Regions from separate parts of the Mus musculus genome. Here all the other regions are linked to region 2. A link is a contact called in public Hi-C and HiChIP or PLAC-seq data. All regions are on one chromosome and are shown on one strand. The core of a region is the stretch at or near the end of the contact, and the rest is flanking DNA. Distances in the headings are between cores, read along the strand shown.

The links. HiChIP or PLAC-seq counts read pairs in DNA pulled down with a chosen protein or histone mark. Hi-C and Micro-C count contacts between places; a contact is called where the count stands out from the background.
Region 1: a contact with region 2 is called in a CTCF HiChIP or PLAC-seq map of the NIH/3T3 cell line, with 16 read pairs. The contact joins two enhancer-like sites. A contact is called at or near these places in 7 of 39 promoter capture datasets (the 3T3-L1 cell line, 3T3-L1-derived adipocytes, epiblast stem cells and 4 more), 1 of 15 datasets of contacts at CTCF or cohesin (the NIH/3T3 cell line), 2 of 115 datasets of contacts at active chromatin or transcription factors (CD8 T cells and embryonic stem cells) and 1 of 9 other capture datasets (embryonic stem cells).
Region 3: a contact with region 2 is called in an HNF4G HiChIP or PLAC-seq map of pancreatic cancer cells. The contact joins two enhancer-like sites. A contact is called at or near these places in 5 of 39 promoter capture datasets (the 3T3-L1 cell line, hippocampal neurons, liver and 2 more), 2 of 15 datasets of contacts at CTCF or cohesin (CD8 T cells and the NIH/3T3 cell line), 4 of 484 Hi-C or Micro-C datasets (the MNK3 cell line, adipose-derived mesenchymal stem cells, cortical neurons and 1 more) and 4 of 115 datasets of contacts at active chromatin or transcription factors (CD8 T cells, effector CD8 T cells, memory CD8 T cells and 1 more).
Region 4: a contact with region 2 is called in a Hi-C map of the C2C12 cell line, with 2.4 times the contacts expected there. The contact joins two enhancer-like sites. A contact is called at or near these places in 2 of 39 promoter capture datasets (3T3-L1-derived adipocytes and epiblast stem cells), 1 of 15 datasets of contacts at CTCF or cohesin (the NIH/3T3 cell line), 4 of 484 Hi-C or Micro-C datasets (the C2C12 cell line, embryonic fibroblasts, muscle stem cells and 1 more) and 3 of 115 datasets of contacts at active chromatin or transcription factors (the NIH/3T3 cell line, embryonic fibroblasts and pancreatic cancer cells).
Region 5: a FOXA1 HiChIP or PLAC-seq map of pancreatic cancer cells shows a contact between it and region 2. The contact joins two enhancer-like sites. A contact is called at or near these places in 2 of 39 promoter capture datasets (cranial neural crest and pre-B cells), 5 of 484 Hi-C or Micro-C datasets (CD8 central memory T cells, cochlea, embryonic fibroblasts and 2 more), 6 of 115 datasets of contacts at active chromatin or transcription factors (bone marrow-derived macrophages, effector CD8 T cells, embryonic fibroblasts and 2 more) and 1 of 9 other capture datasets (embryonic stem cells).

What each region holds. Positions count from the first base shown.
Region 1 is chr17:44,526,540-44,529,239 of GRCm38.p6, reverse strand. It overlaps a transcript of Runx2 not described here. Among named protein-coding and RNA genes, the nearest start is that of Runx2os3, 34 kb to the left of the region's middle. Within about 2 kb of position 1,304, at least 16 of the 459 cell types and tissues checked have an H3K27ac peak or open chromatin away from gene starts, as enhancers often do. A contact at or near this core is called in the NIH/3T3 cell line, where this site is marked.
Region 2 is chr17:44,708,628-44,711,327 of GRCm38.p6, reverse strand. All of the region lies in intron 3 of Runx2 (runt related transcription factor 2), which reads left to right. Among named protein-coding and RNA genes, the nearest start is that of Runx2, 27 kb to the left of the region's middle. Within about 2 kb of position 1,312, at least 161 of the 459 cell types and tissues checked have an H3K27ac peak or open chromatin away from gene starts, as enhancers often do. A contact at or near this core is called in the C2C12 cell line, the NIH/3T3 cell line, embryonic fibroblasts and 2 more, where this site is marked.
Region 3 is chr17:44,546,813-44,549,512 of GRCm38.p6, reverse strand. It overlaps a transcript of Runx2 not described here. Among named protein-coding and RNA genes, the nearest start is that of Runx2os3, 14 kb to the left of the region's middle. Within about 2 kb of position 1,407, at least 23 of the 459 cell types and tissues checked have an H3K27ac peak or open chromatin away from gene starts, as enhancers often do. A contact at or near this core is called in the NIH/3T3 cell line and pancreatic cancer cells, where this site is marked.
Region 4 is chr17:44,499,228-44,501,927 of GRCm38.p6, reverse strand. It overlaps a transcript of Runx2 not described here. Among named protein-coding and RNA genes, the nearest start is that of Runx2os3, 61 kb to the left of the region's middle. Within about 2 kb of position 1,312, at least 68 of the 459 cell types and tissues checked have an H3K27ac peak or open chromatin away from gene starts, as enhancers often do. A contact at or near this core is called in the C2C12 cell line, the NIH/3T3 cell line, embryonic fibroblasts and 2 more, where this site is marked.
Region 5 is chr17:44,474,824-44,477,523 of GRCm38.p6, reverse strand. No RefSeq gene overlaps it. Among named protein-coding and RNA genes, the nearest start is that of Runx2os3, 86 kb to the left of the region's middle. Within about 2 kb of position 1,398, at least 19 of the 459 cell types and tissues checked have an H3K27ac peak or open chromatin away from gene starts, as enhancers often do. A contact at or near this core is called in pancreatic cancer cells, where this site is marked.

The DNA.
Region 1 (2,700 bases), core at 55-2,554, 180 kb after region 2:
TACTGAGAAGTCTGTCTCTCAGACACCAACAGGGGCCCAGAGAACCTATAAGAAGAGGAGGTTCCTTCCCTTCAGTTGGCCTCACTAGTATAAAACCAACCTTCACCTGTCAGTCATTCTGAGAGTCTTCCAGTAGCGAGTTCATCTCCAAGGTCACAGGTCAGATGGCCATAGGGCTAACTGACTCCTTGAATCTACTCATTACTTCCTGACTCCAAGATCACCTCTCCCCACACTATCAAGTACTTTCAACTCTCCAGGCAGAATCTTCTTTTCTCCTGGCCTGAAGTACTCTGGGCACATTCTTGAACCGAGTTCAAACTGACAGGATTTCCCTAAAACAAGCAACTCCCTGGATGCCCTGGGAAGCAGTGTGACTACTGGGGGGATTAACATAGCCAGAGCAACGTGGCTCTGGTCCAGGAAGAAAATGTATGTGCTTAAAAAAAAAGGCTGGCTCAGAGTCTTGGGAACCCTATAATCAGAAGCATGCTCACTCTGACAGTTTCAAAAGACCCAACACCCACCTCAGTACGGCCTGGCAAGGGTTCAGAGAAACCCACCCCCTCTTTTGTCTTTTGGATGGAATGCAAAAGCCGAAGAAGACTTCCTGCCCAGAAGGCAGAGAAGGGGCAACCCTTTGCCACTGTACCTTGACAAGGTAGGGGGACACTGAAGGCCAGCCATCCTTCATTCATCTTTGAATGTTACGGTGTCGTCATGTGTCATAAGGCACTGGGTGATAATTCGACATGGCTTCTGAGCTGGTTAAAATCTGCTATCTAATCTTCAGCCATGCTTTTGATTGGTTCTTTGTTTTGTTTTCTCCTTGGAGTGGGGGGGGGAGCTACCCACAGGTTGGAGTGTGGGTGGCTCTTGTCAGGACCGGACATGCAGGGGTGGAGCAGGAACTGAGGAGGCTAAGAGAGAAGAGACTGTCTTCTCCAAGGTCAAGGCCAGTATGCACCCAGCCAGTGGATGGGTAAAGGAAGGGTATGCAAAGATGTTTTGATGGCCAAAGCAAGCAGGATCAGAAATCCTCTTAGTTGTGTACTAGGAAATGATAGCCCAGGTTTGGTAGAAAGATCGGTGTGGCTCTAAGTGTGTGCTTAGTTCCCTTTGGGCTCTTGTTAGTTTTAGTCAGCTTGGCACAGGTCTAAGCCTTGTGGGTGCATAGCTCTCTCTTTAATAAATAAAGATTGGAGTTTGAGATCTGGAAAGAGGGAGTGTCTAACAGCTACTGACAGATACTCTCCTGTGGTCAGCATCTAATCTGTATGCCAGAGGGCTTTCTTCCTGAGAGTTGAGTTCCCAGGTCATTTTGGTGAAGGAAGATGACAAAGATGCTTGCCTATTTGGTCTGCTATGAGCCATATTTACTGTAACTGAGATGGGGATGCTCATAGAAGAATTTAAGTTACGAGTCACACTGAGTTAACTTTTTGGGGGGGGGGAGGGGCAGGGCATCTGGGATATAAATGCTCAAACATTTCCTTAGAAAACTTGATTTTTTTTTTTAAATAACAGGCCAAAATTTGAGATAAAACTAGTTTTGTTGGTTTTCCTATGGCAGTCAGCCTGTCCATGTAGACTCTAATTGAACTCTGCTTGGCTATGGGGATCCAGCATTGATCCCCACCTCTCTCTGTCTCTGTCTCTGTCTGTCTGTCTGTCTGTCTGTCTGTCTGTCTGTCTGTCTGTCTGTGTGTCTGTCTGTCTGTCTGTCTGTCTTGCCTATGACTCCAGTGATGACCAAGCATGAGTGTGGTACTGTCCTCACACCAATGGTCAATGCTGAATTAACACATCAGTGGCTATTCCCCATTCCAAACATCACAGCATGCCATCGGCCATTCAACAAATGCTTGCATGGATTTCTACTTGTCAGATCCCATATCAGGTGCTGAGGAAAAGGTCTGAGACTGTCAGGAAAGATGAGATGGACATGGATCTGAAGGATCTGAGGAGCAGCAGAGTCTGTGGGGCTTAGAAGAGGAGGAGGTGGAGGAGGAGGAGGGAAGATATTGAAGTCTCTGAAGATGTAGGACAAGGCAACCTTGACTCAGTAGGCCAAATGATGCATGGCCACATCTCACACAGCATAGATAAGAGTGATCAGCATATTTGACTCTGCGTGGACTTGAGGAAGAAAGACAATGCAGTCTTTCCTGAAAGAACATGCCCTGCCCTCTCTTGAAGTCCTTGTGATGGGGACCGGTGGGAGATGAACTTGAAGAGCCTGCCTAACTACTAGCTTGTTTCCCTGGGTTTCATCGGATGCTCAATATATTCTGGTGAATGGATGGAAGATTTTGACTTTAAGTAATACATTATAGCAGGGATGAGCAGAGACCTATGACCAAGTCTCAGAAAATATCCTAATGTACGCCTGCTGCTACTGGTTAGGGGAGGAAAACCTGAATTCATTCCTCCATGACCCTGATAACGCCACATAAATGCTGGGCACGCAGATGCCATTTGATTTTCCTCTTCTGTCACACTCTGGGTGTTGTTGTCTACAAGTAATTTAAAAAAAAAAAAGGTGCCGGTCCAAGTAACTTTAAAATGTTGGAAGTTTCTGGCAAGTTCGAATCCCTAGGGTGGGACAGATCAGTATCAGCCAATGTTTCCCCAAACAATAAAAAATAAAAACAAAACCCATGTGAAATAATTTACTAGAGGTAATTTAATATGAGAAAT
Region 2 (2,700 bases), core at 63-2,562:
AGAGGACTGGAGGGTTAAGGCTTTCTCTTCCTCATTCCAGATAACATCTGGGATGGCTCACCCTTCTTCTCTGCCATTACTTTGTATCCTTCTTGAGCTTTTTCTGATGGCTGGCCGTGACTTTTGCTTGCTTAGGAATGGTGGATGAGTATTTAGAGACTGGTCACTCGTGAACAGAGGTGGGCGGGGACAGGTAAGCTGTGTCACATGGATGAAGTGTAGAAACACTTTAAGATTATGTGCTGTTTCTGGGAGAGCTTCCTATCTCTACATCCCTGCTGTCTATGAAGGCATTTCCTGGGCCCTGTACTGATGCCAGTAGCCTGAAGTCTAGTTTTCCCTGAGAAACATGAATAAAAAGCCCTTAAGTTCTCCCTCTATGTCTCTGCCTGCCTGCCTGTCAGTCTATCTGTCTGTCTGTCTCTCTTTCTCTGTGTCTGTGTGTACATATTCATGTACACACATGTGTGTGGGGTGCATGTACACATGTAAGTGTGTATGTGTGTGTGTCTGTGTGTGTGTGTCTGCATGCACATGTGTAGGTAACTGTGTGGTGGTGGGTGTACATGCTTACATATGAATGTGTGTGCGTGTGTGCATATAGCACAAGTGTGTGGGGTCTACATGCACATTTGTGAGCGTTGTGTGAAGGTCAAAGGTTAATGTCGTTTCTGAGGCCAGGTCTCTCACTGAGTCTGCAGATGAGTCCCTAGGATCTTCACGGGTCTTCCACCTCAGCCCTGGCACCTCAGGCCTGCACTGCTGTGCTCAGCCTTTAATGCGGGTGTGAGGAACTCTGCACTCAGGCCTCAGGTTTGTGTAGCAGGCCTTTACTAATCAGACCGTCTCCTCAGCCCTAAGCATTTGACTACTAGATTTTCACCTGGCTTGCTCACTGTTTTCCAAGGTCCCCAAGCAAAGGAAATTACAGGCAAGTTCCATATTTTGATATTTGCAAACTTGCATCTATAAAGAGCAGCTTGATTGGTATAGATGCCAGTCATTTGGCCCCCTACTATATAAAATATTATTTTAAAATTCTAGTAACAGCAGGAAGATCCCTTCCCGTACTCACCCCCTCTCTTTAAGGAAACAGTGCTGGTGGAGGTTGGCCCTGGTGTCTGGTAGAATTTGGTGGAATGTGCTCTCTAGAAGAGCAGTTTTAAATCTCTTTCAGTACTTTTCTTTCTGTTGTTGACTGACTGTCAGGAGCTGGGAAGGTGGCCAAGAAGGAAATGACACATCGAGAGGCATTTTGCGTTGTGCAAGAGTCTGGGACTGATGCAAGGCTATATGGCCTGTTTACACATTCCTTCGCTAGCAGACTGCATGGCAGTAATTTAATTCAGGAGCGCATGGCATGCTGCAGCAAGGAGCTATGGCCTTAGCATCCTTTCATGGCAAATTATCACAGCCGTTAAAACATGCTCATGTCCCTCCTGTGCACTCCCCTGGCTACCCCCCCCCCCCCCCCCGCTAGGCTTGCTTTCTCATCGCCTGGGACTGGAGTTAACAGCAGCCTTGCTGGGGAGGCCCACTTTCCACATGCATCCCATCCCAGTTGATGGATTTATTTCTAACTAAATATAGCATTCAAATGATACGTGTGTTCTAGGGTTCTCAATCCACACGCAGGCTCCATTCGAATGTGTCAGTACTTTCTCAGGTCAGGAACGGTTTGTTCTTAAAATAGTGCTAGGGACTGAAAAAAAAAGATTGATTTTTTTTTAAAATGGGGAGGTTTCTTATTTATGAAAATGGCTTTTCTTTCTTCTGAGAAACAACTTGTGATAGATCACTGAGAGATCCCTTGCTTCTGTTTTGGGTCATGTAGTATTTTACCCAGTGGCTACTTGATTTGTATAGCATAGTTTATACTGACAGATGATAGTGGGAGAGAGAGTGATTGTTTTACTTTTTTTTTGTGGCCATAATTGTTCCTAGGTAGGATTTTCATATTGATGACATTTATGCTGTCAACTGAAGCATGGCTTTCCCTTCACATAAAATTCACGTGTAAGTTTTAATTGGGGCAACTTATGGGAACGTAATTGTTCTTGACTTTGAAGTGATTTGGGAAGCAAAGAGAACATAAAAACACTGAGTTCTTAAGGATTAATACGGCCTTTATAAATGATGGTTAAAAGAAGAGACTCTTTATGATGTGGCGCCCAAGTAGCAAGTGAAAGGCTACCCTGTGCTTCTGGTAACCTCTCTACTAGTCTGCTGTTCTCTACTAGTCTGCTGTTCTCTGGTGCTGAAAGCCTATTTGCTAGTAGACCAAAGCCTTTCCGTTAAAAATTGAAGGTTGAGGCTTTAACTTATAACATCTCCAGAAACAGTTAAGTCAGGCTTGTGTTCATGAGCAAAATAAATAAATAAATAAATGTGATGGGAACCTCCTTCTGTAGGAGCAGAGTTCAAGGCAGAGAGGAAGAATTGCTGAGTGATTTCTACTTGCCAAGGTCTTGGCAAGTAAGATGTAGAAAGTAAACAGAGACAGCCAGAGTGCACGCATCATAAGTCTCTGCTCCTCTTGGAGACCTCGGACACCAGCATTAAGCACCGTCGTTGGCTGTGGGTCGGTTCTCACAGGGGGCTGAGTGTACTGTTCATGGCTGGTACACTACTTCAGAATATGTTTTTGTTATTGTTGCTGCTGCTGTAATTTTAAAGTAGGAGTGGTTTTTTTTTTTGTTT
Region 3 (2,700 bases), core at 158-2,657, 160 kb after region 2:
GTCCCTCATCTCTTGGTATCTGCATCATCCCACCTGTACTCTTACATGGGCTCTGGGGGATCTGAACACTGGGCACTGGACTTAGGCAGCAGGCACGTAGCCTGATAAGCTATCTTCTAGCCCTTGGCTGGGTTTTTATATGAAGCTTTGGTTGGTTGCTTACTCTTGAGATCAGCAGGGACAAGGAGCAGTAAGGAGGAACCTTGAGGACAATATTTTATACCTCTCTCCCTCCAAGATATGGAAGAAGTTGCCTCAACATTGCTAAGGGCACAAACAGGCAGAACTTAAAATCTCTCAAGCTCCATATCTGTGCTACTGGCTCAGCAAGGTTGTATATATTCTAAACTTGGCCTTAGACAATGTGTCTGGCTAAGTCTTCCCAGATCAGTAGCTTTTTGTAGAAAGACCACCCTCTCTCCCTCTCTGTGCTGTGCATCTCCCTGTGGAAGCCAGAGGTCAATGTTGGGTGATCTCTCCAGTCACTCTCCATTTTATTTTTTGAAACAGGGTTTCTCCCTGAATCTGACCTTCATTGATTGGGTATACTGACTGGCCAGCAAGCCCCAGGGATCTTCCAGTGTCTCCCTCCCTTCCGATGGGATTCTGGGAGCATGCTGCCATGCCCAGCTTTTTGATGTGTGTGCTGTGAATCTGAGCACAGGGCCTGCTGCTTGGACACTAGTCACTGTGCTTTCTGAGCAATTTCCCCAGCTTTAGAAAGTCATCTTGGGGGGCAGGCATTTGGGATAAGATGCCACAACGAGGCCACACAGTGAGGCCGGTGTATGACATCTGTCCTGTAGAGACAGTGCCTCTGTCCTGTGCAAGAATGAAGGGCAAGATGGTGGAAAACCTCCCAAGCCAATGAGCTTCTAGCCATGAAGACATATCACCTTCTCTTGGGTGCTCTCCAAGAGCTGAAATTAGCTTCCACCTCTAAACTTTTATTCCCTGGCACAAAAGAGAGCGAAATTCTGAGCACACATCTTAGAAGAAAGAGAAGTCTAATTAACCAGGTGCTGAGGCTCTAGAACGAGGATGACACCGACTGGAAAGAGAGCCCTGAAAGGGGACCTGGGGACAGGTGGCAGGAACACCTTATCATTTCAAGGATCCTTGGCTGAATGAGTCTTCTGCTTGCTGAGTCGCTTCCAGAAGGTGTCTGGCTGCAAACAGATCTCAGAGCGCTCTCTAATCCAACAGCCGTTTTTCAGGTTAGACAAGGTAGATTTCACTTCATTGCTTTCTGCATTTTCTTTTTATCTTAGATAAAGGGTGTGCCTCTTTTTTTTTCTGCTGTGAACAATGGCCCAATTGTCCGAGGCTTTGAATGTGTGTGTATGTATGTGTGTGTGTTTTGCCATGACTCGTGTTTTTGGAAGTCTCAGGGGACAGATGATATCCATGAATGATGTCCCAAGGGTGTAATCAAGGTGAGTCACTCTTAGAACCAGTTTGATCCATCAAGGGGTGCCAGCTGCACCTGGCTCCCAGCTGAGTATACTCGATGTCTTCTTCCTGTACTAGTTTGGGGTCAGAAGTGCATTTTAGAGGGCTTCCTAGTTTCCCTTGAGGTTGAGAAAGAGTCTGCTTCAGAGATTTCTGAAGACATATCCTTGCAGGCAATATTATGAATGGACCCATAGTAGCCTAGTAGCAGGAATGAAGAATTATTATTATTATTATTATTTTTGCTGCCATTCTTTAAAGTCATTCTGATGTTAGAATTTTCCTTCTCTTATCATCTCTGCTTACAGAACATCCCTGAGGCTGGAGGGGTGCAGATTGCCAATTGACTTTTTCCACCTCTTACCTCCCTGATAGCCATTTCACAATCATGGCTCCTGGGGCGCTGACACAGGTTATATAATATTCCAAAGCCCCTTCAGCAAGGCAGGGGCAGAATGGGAGAGCACATGTGGGTGTCAAGGTAAGCTTTCATTGTAAATTCACACCTCCCCAATTCAGGCAAGTCCAAGTTCCTGATGGCATCGGAGACTTAATTAGCTATTGGAGTGTGTCCTCCTATGCCCTTTGCAGGGGGCTGGCCTTCCAGGAGCTTGATTGGCTCCCTGGTCCTCAACCTCACATCACCTCATCCCCCAGGCACCTTTCCTTCTCAACCAGGTCATTCTTGCTACTTGTGCTTTCTTGACTTTCTCCTGGGGACAATGATCTTGGGACGCTTGGATCAGTCCATCTGTGAGTCTTTATCTCTCTTATCATGCTTTTAGGAATCTTCATTGCCTTGCTTTCACACCCTCCGCCCCCCACCCCCACCCCCGCCCTGAATCAGACATGCTACCATCACGATGACTAGGTAGCCAGCCCTCCCTGCTTAAAAATGCAGCTTTGAAATAGCTGCCCAATCTCATCTCTGAGAGACAAGACATATGGAGCCTCGAGAGGCACTTCAACCTGAACATCTGGCTAGCGGCCGGCAGTGGAATTCCTGGACAGGCTCCTTGCTCTGTGGTCTCTGGGGTTTGCTTGCTGAGTAACTCCATATCACATCACTTCACAGATAAGGAAGATGTCATCCCCACGGCATCTCTGATTTCGGCACAAGCTTCAGAAACCCCCAAGCAGCTAATCTAGAACACAGTGTTTTAAGCCGCTATAATCACCAGCCAACTTTGAACATATGCCCTGCACATGACAGCCCTTTCTCCCCAGCTGTAGCACTCTGTGGTGGAG
Region 4 (2,700 bases), core at 63-2,562, 210 kb after region 2:
ATTTGCGTGACCCTTTCTGTCTCTGTGCATTTGTCTAGCCTGGGAACTTCATCTAAGGAAGCCAGATGGTGTCTGTGTACTAACTGACCATGCTGTAGAGGGTATCTGGTTTTCTTCCTTTTTAGGGCAGAATAGTATTCCTTTGTATGTGGACATCTCTCCTTCTGTACCACAGTGGGCCTGGTTATGGTCCCTTTGCCCATTGTGGATAATGTTGCTGATACCCTACATGCACAGACTCCTTTTACTTCTGTGTCTCCTTCCTTGAAGGAACCCCAAGGAAATGTCCTTTAAGCTACACCCAGGCTGTGTGGTTGCCTCCCCCCCCCCCCCCCCGCTGCTGCTACCCCTTTGTAGCATTAACTTCCCTTCATTAACTCAGTGGCTGACCAGGACACTGACTCCTTAGCCTAAGAGACTGATAGGCTGGGTAGCTTACACAGACATCCACGCTGACGATGCTCTGGGTGTGACACTGTGGCAACATCACCAGGGATGGAGACCATGGATTTCCCACATGCTCAGCCTTTGCCCTTTGACCCCTTCTGCAGTGGAGCTCAGTGCATACAGCAATGGGCAGTGCTGAGGGGAAAAGTAGAGGATCTGGTACCTGTGGTCCAGTCACCTCTGTGAAGGCCTGGCTCCATGGGCTGTAGCACAGGCTTTGCCTCTGTGGCCTCAGCTAGCCCATCCCATCTGAAGCTGCTCATTATGCTGCTTCTCGGAGGCAGTTTGTTAAACAACATTTGAATTGAAATGAAGGGGATACAGATTGGAATTCAAGTATACACACGTGTACACACACACACACACACACACACACACACACACACAATGTACCCTTCACAATTTTTTTTCTGCACTATCTCATGCCTCCGAATTGTCTGTCCTGTCCACAGCAGAGTAGCCTTTCTAGAATAAGCTACCTGCTCTGGGTCAGGGCGCACGGTGCCTCACTTAGCTAGGTCTCAGTTTCCTCAGTAGTATAAAATTAATGGCAGAAGCCATGCCAAGTTGGCCACAAAGATTGGTGGAGCGAATGCATGATTTTGTACTTAGTAAGAAGTCACTGAACATAGGCTATTACTATCAATGTGGCCCGTGTGATCTTGGGTACTCTAGCCTGTCTCATGCCTGCTTCAGAGCTCTTCTATCCTCTCCTAATGAGGTATCCCTGCTCTGCTCTCCCGCTGAGCCGTGCTCCTGGGAGATGTCTGCTGAGAACTCGGGATGAAACTGAGTCAGAGGTCTGTATAGACTTGACTCACCAGGTCTTCAAACCAGAAGATCACCCTGTGGGGCTCATGACATTCCTGGAAAATAAAAGAAGTGAATATTATTGGGCTGAGTTCATCAGACACTTGTTCAGCCCTCCCTTTAGTGTCGGCTGTTCCGAAGGGAGCGGGCAGCCAGCCAGCCAGCCAAGCCTGAGCCATCAAAGGCCGGAGGCCCAGACGCAGTACTGAGAGTCTCTGTGCCTTCAGACACCTCACCCTCTTCCCACAGACCTGCTCTCCTGCAGGCCCCGGGGCTAGAGAGTTTCCCCAGCCCTCCAGGCTCCTGGGGAAGTGTTTCCAAGGGCTGCCTCTACTGAGGTGTGTCACAACTGAGCCTTGCTGGAGGCCTGGGTGTAGCTGGGAAAAGGCCACCCAGACTCCAGAGAACTAGAAAGGAAAAGTTCCCAGTTCTGAGCCTTGAACTAAGGCCATTTCTCGCCTCCTTCCTTCTCAAACCATTATTTCCCATATCCTGACCCAACAATTGGGACTTGTCCTTTTTATAACCCAACTCTCTCTCTCTCTCTCTCTCTCTCTCTCTCTCTCTCTCTCTCTCTCTCTCCCTCCCTCCCTCTCTCTCTCTCTCTTGTGTGTGTGTGTGTGTGTGAGAGAGAGAGAGAGAGAGAGAGAGAGTCAGAAAGAGAGATAGAGAGAGAGAGGGAGAGAGAGGGAGAGAGAGAGTCAGAGAGAGAAAGAGAGGGAGAGAGAGAGAACACATTCTAAGAGTTCTCAAGGCAATTTTCTGCTTTCACCTCATGGTCAAAGCAGACTGCAAATGGCAGGACCCCAGGAAGACGGATGGAACACAACACCTCTACTTTAGTCCGCTTATGCCCGATTGACTTGGCTACAACCAGCTCTCTGTGAGGGAGACTGGAAATGTGAGCTTTCCTCAGAATGGATGTCTTAGTTACTTATTTTTTTTTATCCCTGTAACATAGCACCAGAGAAAAGCAACTTAAAAAAGGAAAGATTGCTCTTGGCTCAAGGTTTACAGGGATACAGTCTATGGACCTTGATGTTGGGAAGGCGTTGTTGCAGTAGTGTGAGGCCACTGATCACATTGCACCCACTCTGGAAGCAGAGAAAAGCAATTCAGCTGCTCCACTCCTTTTTCATTCAGTCGAGCACCCAGCCAATGGGACAGTGCCACCCATAGTCAAAGAGCATCTCTCTCTCTCTCTCTCTTCAGTTCAGTCTAGGAGGAAACAGCCTCACAGACATACCCAGTGGTGGGCCAGATCTTAGGTGATTCAAAATCTGCTCAAGGTGACAGTGAATACTCACCATCACATGATCACCGATCAGTTAAAATGGAGGAGGGAGGAGAAAATACTGGTAACAGCTGACGGTTCATTCCATTCTCTACATTGCTCTCCTGAGCCTCATGCCACCCAGAACTCCTTCTTCTCAAACTTGCTAG
Region 5 (2,700 bases), core at 149-2,648, 230 kb after region 2:
CCATGCCTGAGTGAAAATTTAAGCTCACTTTTATTAAAATCATCACCGGTCTCATTAGAAAAGTCTAAGTAGAAAAATTGTAGATAGATGTTTTCACCATTTTGAATTTTTATTTGAAAGCCTGTATTTTATCTTTGGCTACAAATACCAACAGTTATTTTCTAGAAGGTACCTGTGGAGAGACCCACACCCAAGTTAGCATGACTGTCTATAAGGAGGCAGTGTCTCAAGTAAAATTTGGTCTGCGATACAATAGCCAGATACCTAAGCTAGCAACTCACACAATGCCACACACAGTCTCCTTTGAGTCAACGGCTCTATTTTGGTTGATGGAAGAGGGCTTTATGAATATTCTTAGAGAATTGAAGAACTGTGCTCAAGGACCTAGACCTAATGGAATTATTCATTTACATAGTACCTCCAGGAGTCATGAAACTGAGACCTTTAATCAGTGAATGGGTAGCGGGGGGTCTAGTGACCACCAATGCCATCAATGTGGGTAAAAGGCACATTGGAAGTACAGGACTCTTGGGGGAATTTAATGAAACATGGTATTGTTACAACTTCAGGTTCCACATCACAACTGACTTTTAGAGAGTATTGCTGGTTTGATTCTGATGTGGCATCAAACAGAACACCTTCAATGAAGTGAAAGCAATGTGAAACCAGTTCTTCCTTATGCAGCTGTTATCTGAGTGGGACCACATCTGGAGAGACGCATACAGCACTGTCCTCCCTTGCTTTCATGATTCTGGTACAAATGCCAGCAGCAAATCGGGGTGGCATGAGAGGGTGACAATACATTTGTGTTGTCCTGAGAATAGTTTGGCTATATCTCAGACCTTCAGGGCTTTAGAGCATATTCATAATGGCTAAAGGACATAGAGATTCAAGTCATGGAGCTGCATATAGTGTGCCTGTGTGTGAACGAAGAGGGTTACAACTACAAGGAGAACTGAGTGGCGAGTGCGAACCTTGTGTTATGTGGGGGAATAGGCACCCAGGAAAGAAGAACAGCAAGGGTAAACCTGCAGCAGGGGCATGTGTTCTAGCCCCAGATGTGGCTATGGGAAGCTGTAGAGAATGAAGTCAGAGTGGATATGAGCTAGGTTGTATGAGTGCCTCCAGAGAGGTCCTAAAGATGGAGGGTTCCATGTCAAGAGAGCTGGGGAAGCCTACGAGTCTGTAGGCAGGGGGATGGCACAATTTGCCTTTTCGTCGGCTGTAACTCCGGTTGGAGACAGAAGTGAGTTAAGAGTGGGGACTTATATCATCTAACAGGGCTATTCCAACAGTGAGAACATTATCTGTTAATTACAGACTAACCTGAAGTAGAACATTTGACTAAGCCTTTGCTCACCGGGCCAGGCAAAGGCCATCTTACAAGAAGGTGGCTTCCAGAGTTGAGTCATCCACTTTGTATACAAAAGACAATGAATATGATTCATGCCTAAAAACAGGCTGAAGCGTAGTGGCCTTTTTACCCGGGAGTGTCCCCACTTATCGTAAGATTGCTTAAAGTGTTAGGAGCGGGCCTGTTAAAGGAACAATGCTTATGACCCTGAAAAAGGGTCTTGGTCCCATGAAGTGTGTACCAGTCCATTTTCTGTTACTATAGCAAAAGACTGGAGGCTGGATACTTACTAAAGAAAAGAAACACATCTAGATCGCAACTGTGGCCATTAGAAGGTATAACATTAGCTTATCACAACCTAGATGAGGGCTCCTGCTGCTTTGTTTCTTAGTAGAGGGATCCTAACTTTCTGTGTCCGTAAGAGTGTGTATATGTATATGGTTGTGTGCGTGTGTGCATGTGCGTGTGTGGCATGTGCGTGTGTGGCATGTGGAAGCCAGAGGATAACATTGGCTGCTATTCCTCAGTTGCTGTTATTTTGAGACAGTGGCTTCCATTGTCCTGGAGCTTGCCAAGTAGGCTGCTTGACTAGCCGGCTAGCTAGTGCCAGAGACTTGCCTGTCTCTGCCTCCCCAGCACTGGGATAACAAGTGCATGCCATCTTTATGTGGGCTCTTGAGGGAGCAGACCAGGTCTCAAGCTTTGAAGGCAGTAACATTACTGAATTAGCTCTCATGCCAGGATCTCACAGCTAAGATGCTGCTTATAAAAACTAACCAGGGCCCCTTAAAACTATATTTCAAAGATGATGCACCCTATGACATAATGACTTGCCCTAGACCCCAACCTGCTCATACAGATATCCAATAGAGGACACAATGAAGATATATTCAAACTGTAATAAGGCTTTTGGCTTCTGATAGCAGAAGTCCTTGGTGGGAAAGGGGTCCTATCAACCTGATCCTTGAACCCTTCTATAGAAATATTTGTGGAGGCTGGAGCAAGGGCTTGTCTATGTTCTCTAAAAGAGAACAAACAGTCTTTTCATAATAGGAAGTCAGGGGCTCGAGAGCCAGCTCAGTCAGTAATGAATTCAAGCTCCAGAGTCCACGTGAAACAAGACAAGTACTTTAAATTCAGCCCTGGGGAGACAGCATCAGGTGGGCCCCTGGGCTTGCTGGCTGGCCAGCCTAGCCTAACTGTGAGCCCTAGGTCCCAGTGAGAGATCCAGGGTTTGTCACTGTTGTTTGTTTGTTTTTAAAGGTGGGTGTTAGAAAAACTGGATATACACCTGCAGAAGAAAGAAATCAAATCCACACCACTGACCTTGTACACAATTAACTTTA